Linked DNA regions of Capsicum annuum: region 1 is linked to region 2. Evidence: chromatin contacts called from public Hi-C data. All regions are on one chromosome and are shown on one strand. Each heading gives the region's core, a stretch centred on a gene start, on an enhancer-like site or on the middle of the called end of the contact. The rest is flanking DNA. Distances are from core to core; before and after follow the strand shown.

The links. Hi-C and Micro-C count contacts between places; a contact is called where the count stands out from the background.
Region 1: a Hi-C map of placenta shows a contact between it and region 2, with 3 times the contacts expected there. The contact joins the promoter of LOC107853569 here to the promoter of LOC107840794 in region 2. A contact is called at or near these places in 2 of 5 Hi-C or Micro-C datasets (leaf and placenta).

The regions. Positions count from the first base shown.
Region 1 is chr1:160,601,113-160,603,812 of UCD10Xv1.1, reverse strand. It overlaps LOC107853569 (PH-interacting protein), which reads right to left and starts at 1,318. Exons shown (of 25, transcript XM_047398662.1): 1 at 1,225-1,318; 2 at 1,016-1,105.
Region 2 is chr1:160,224,756-160,227,455 of UCD10Xv1.1, reverse strand. LOC107840794 (histone-lysine N-methyltransferase EZA1) reads left to right here and starts at 1,273. Exons shown (of 18, transcript XM_016684717.2): 1 at 1,273-1,429; 2 at 2,139-2,240. The coding sequence starts at 1,394.

The DNA of each region.
Region 1 (2,700 bases), core at 69-2,568, 380 kb before region 2:
AATTTATAAATGACCCATGTCCTAATCCCAAGCAGGCTGATTAACTATATGCACTGGCGGAGCTAGGGACACAAGGGGGTTTATCCAAATCCACTTTGCTGGAAAAGTACACGGTATATAGTAGATATTGAATACCCTTAACTTTTCAAGTGCACTTCTTATATTTTGGATCCTCTTAGTGAAAATCATTTATATTTTGGATCCTCTTAATGAAATTCCTGGCTCTGCCACTAGTTAAACCCATTTCCATGATCAATAACTCATGTTTAAGGCGAACTAGATTTCTCCGGCGATTCTCTAAAGTTCACACTTGTACGTAAACTAACATGCAATTCTCTAACTAGACTAAACATGAGTGCGTAGTGATGTATTTTTCTTTTTTTTATAAACATGGCGTCCAAACTAGCTTGCGCACACCTCAGCTAATTCAACAGGATACCTACCACCTACCACCTACCACCACTACCGAGTACAAGGTAACTCTGTCCATCAAAGCTAGAACAGATACAAATCACGAAATGCTTTTGCCTCTGTTGGGATAGAACTTGAGACCTCATGGTGCCCAACCCACTTCATTAGCCACTAGGCCACACCATGCATGCCTACTGACATATAATTAAGAATCCACTAAATACAAATGATAAATCTGCCTAAAAATCAAAGCCGTGGGATTTACAAAAATCTGCCTAATGATATACTTTTATTTTTCTACTAACCCTGATGTCCCGGTCAGCTTGCACGCACCTTGACTAGTTCCACCGAATTCTTGTCACCTCCCCGAAACAATAGTTACTAGAACTATATTACCATCTCTTTTTCTTCTCCCCCCAAGTTTGATTATTTCTTCTTCACCAGAAAAGAAAATGATCTACAAACATGAATTAAGAAACCCAGAGCTATAAGAAATGAACAGCCCAATGCATTAAAGCTCCTACTAAAGGCCGGACCAAGGGTCTATTATATGCAGCAGTATCATCACAAAGTAAAAGAAAGAAAGACAGTTTTTATGATTGACCTGACGGTAAAAGGGATTTCCGTTTCTTGTTGTAAAACTGATTGAGATGCAGATGTAGATATTTGCCCTCGGCTTTCCAAATGCAACAAACTGTGTACGAGAAAATGGAAAGTTAGCTGATGACGAAGGAGAAAGATTTTGTTATTTGTATAGTATAGAAATTGTGTCGATATTGGGGCAGGCCAATCCGCATAGTGGAGAAAAAATACCCAATTCCTGGGGACGTCAAACGCCGCAAACTCCCCACTTTGCTGGTATAAAGCATGAGTAATACAACCTTGTCTTTTTAGCTTTCGTTTAAGTTATTTGTAATTCCTTAAAATTATTTGAAAAATTTATCTAGTCACCTCAATTCTAATTTATATTTATTAAACACTTTAATCTTTAACAAATATTTGTATCAATTTTAATATAAATCAAAAATCTATTAAAAAATAAAAATGAGTGTAACTCATAACAGATGGATATGTCACGTAGTAATTAAATTTAAATAATTTTTTTAAAAATAACTTTATTTAAATAATAAAAAAGGATCCAAAATATTCTTCAATTATGTGAAGTGGTATACAAATATCCTTCATCTACGTATTAAACCTGAAATACCCTCTTCGTCTATCTATTGGAACTGTTTTGCCCTTTCATTTAACGTCTCGGCACTGACTCCATTTCATCAATGATGTGTCATAATTTTACTGTCACTTAATATTCAATTAAAATAATTGAATTCCCCCTAAAATTTTGACCCGGCCCAACCCAATAACCCGCCACTCATTAATATCGAGATCCTCATCCGAAAATCTTTCATCCCAAATTCTAAGTACCTACTGCAACTCTGCAGAAAAATCAACGCTTATGTAAACCTCTAAACTCTTCCAACCGGATTTCAAGTCTGAAAAATGATTTATGTAATTGATTGTAAGGTAAAATTCACTTTTTGTTGTGATAAAATTATCAGTTGTACACTTACCATCTTGCTAGCAGATTTGGAGATAATTATTTTGGAATTAAATTATGTATAATGATAGTATTATGGTTGAGAGATAGGAGGTAAATTATTTAGATATAAAATAATATAATATTTAGTTCATAACTTAGAAACCTGCACAATTAGTATAAGTTACGTGGAATTTACGTATTTTCGTATGTATGATCGAAGGTGAAATAAGTAATATATGCTCAATTTATTATACATGAATATTATCAATGCATAACTAGTATATGCATAAATAACAGTACATAGATCGTCTCTTAACTAATCTCTACATTAGAAACACCTAATCAACTACCAAGCGACCCCTTATAAATTAGGTAATGCTCCTATTATTTTTTCGTATTATTTATATTTCCAAACTACTTTAGGGTCCTATCACCCCTTGAAGGTAATTTTTTAAATTAATTATTATGTAGTATGTACTTAAACATCAAAACTAAGATATAATAAACTGGTTTATATACTTGAAAGTTCTTAAATTTAGTTGACATACTTTTACTTGCTTATTAATATCCAATTTGGAATGTTTCAATAAATTGAATCCGTCATTTCTTAAATAACTAACCCTTCTACTAAATTATTTCATATTGATGTAATATATCACAAATTACAATAAATTACAACTGAAAAATTTAAGTAAAAAATGAAAAAATAATATTCAATATAAGGCGCGAATATCTGATTCTCTTCAAGG
Region 2 (2,700 bases), core at 24-2,523:
GCAAAACGCGTGTTCAACATGCAAAACTGGGCCCGTCCAGCTTAAAATCTAAGGGCATAATACATAAATATGACTTTAAACTCTGACAGTGAACAAATATGACCTTTAACTATTCAAAACTGCACAAATATGACCTTTAAATGACTCTTCACTATTATTTTTTCATTATTTTCGGCTCAAAGATGAAAATGACATCTAATTTCTTTTGTCATTGCAGAAAAAGAACAATATTGAAGATTTATTAATTAGGCGGGTCAGCCTCATATGAAAAAATCGAGCGAGTATGTGTATATATTATAAAGCAGAGGACGAATTTAAGTTATATAATATATCTAAATATTATTAATTTAAATATTAAATTAAAGATGAAACTATACTAATTATAAAAAAAATTATAGTTTTAATAAAACATTATTAAATTAATGTTATCAAGGATAGTAGTAGCAGTATATTAAATTAACATTATCAAATTAACATAATTAAACGATGTTATTAAATTAACGTTATTAAATTAACGAGGGGCGGACCTATGTGGTTGCCATGGGGTTTACCCGAACCACCTCGTAAAAAAATTACTTTGTATATATATAAGATAGAAAATGTATATTTATGTACGTATATTAATGTTGAACCACATGAAACAAGGTACTTAGATAGCCTAGTTGTGTTATTTACTCCTCTTGGGCACTTCCTTCAGCCTACTGTGTGGGTTTGATTCGTACTAGTGGCTGTTTTTTTTTTAATTAAAAAAAAGTTAGGTGCTGCTGCTAAAAAAATAATAATAATAATTTTTTTAAATTAAAAAAAATTTAGGTGCTGCTACTATAAAAAAAAAATAAAATAAATAAAATAATAATAACAATAATAATAATAATAATAATAATAATAAAAACGACATCGTTTTAACACAAAAAATAAAACTTTCATAGTGCACAAATATGATCTTTAACTATTCAAAATCGCACAAATATGACCTCTCTCCAAGTCAGCCCTTTTAACGACGTGACACCATGTGATTGGACCTTTCCACGTAGGCGCGAGAGACTCACGCATGGGGTTATAAAATCGGATGTCATATTTGTTCAGGTTTTGAATTATTAAAGATCCTATTTGTGCACTATTAAAGTTTAATATCAAAGTTATAATTTAATGTCAAGTTTAAGATTATTTTTATGTATTAACTCTTTTTCTTAATAGAGTAACTTGTGATAATTAAAATTCTTTTGTAGCGGAGTATTTATTTATTTAATTTTTCCTAAGTAGTAGTATCATATTCGGATTTTATGTCAAATAAGCATTCTCTACCCACGTAATCTGCTCTCACTCCTCTTACGCTACTTACATTACACCCCTTATTCTTCTTGTTCAAATTTGTCATCTACACAAGACTTCCATGATCTCCTCCAGCTCCACCTCTCCTGATTCTGAGGCCAGTCCCACTGTCAATCCCCTTTTTTCATTCTGTGTTTTTAATCACTTGTTGCTAATTCATTAAATTAGACTAATTCTTGCAACCCCTTTTGTCTGATCATCTTGTTTATTGATCTTTTCTTGTGTGGTTGTTGGGTACTTGGGATTCTTAAAAAAAATGATTTTTTGTTGAAGAGAAACATGTTGTTTTTTTTTTATCTTGGTGATTTTCCTTGCTTCAATTGTTGAGAAAACAGGGGAAAGTGTAAGGAACTAATAGTAAATTAGGAAAATTGTGTGTTTTTACATGTTTCTTTGATTGTGTTTTACTACTATGTCTATTTGCTTAAATTGAGCTGAGGGTCTATCGGAAATAGTGTCGCTACCTCCAAGGTAGCGGTAAGGTTTACGTACACTTTACTTTCCCTCGACCCCACTTGGTGGGATTACACTTGTTATATTGTTGTTGTTGTCTATTTGAAAATTAATCTCATCTAGCTAATGATCTATTGCCCTCACCTTACTTGTTGAATGAAATTATGAGCTATGTGTTCTTTTTCCCCTCTTTATGTGTCCCTTTTTGTTGTTTGATGTCATCAGATAATTTGGGCTTTACTTGAGGTCTGAACTTCAATTTGTTTCCAATTCAATTATAGTCGAGTATTTGTTTGTGTTGCTTTTTGATTAATTATGCATGGATGAAAACTTTTATCTTTCTAAATTGGCAGAAGTCAGACGGAGAAAATGAAGGAGATTGTTCGGCATCTCTAATGTACAGAATCAATCAGCTGAAAAGGCAAATTCAAAAGGACAGAATTCTTTCAGTCAGGGTACTAGTTCTTTTGTATTTCCATTTTCTAGATTTTTTTTATTCAAAACTTGAAATTGTATTCTGCTGATGTCATGGCAAGCACACAAATATTCGCTGATACAATCTTCAGGATTTTTGGTATGCGGTGGGATAAATTAGTTGAGGGACTATAATCTCCGGATAATTTAGTCCACGTACCAAATGACCTTTCATCTCTTTCTCTTTTTCTGTTGAATGGTGTTTGGTCCAGTCATACCTTAGTTAATGCAGAACATCATTGGAAACTTTGCTCTCAAATGAATATTTGCTTTCTAAAGATCTTTGGTTTTTAATTCTTATTCTGTGAGCAAAGCAATTGGAGTAACTGGTAAGTTACATGGCATGTTGCTGCCATGCGACCAGGAGGTAAGGGGTTCAAGCCTTAGAAACAACCTCTTGTAGAAATGCAAGATTAGGCTGCGTACAACGGACTCTTGTGG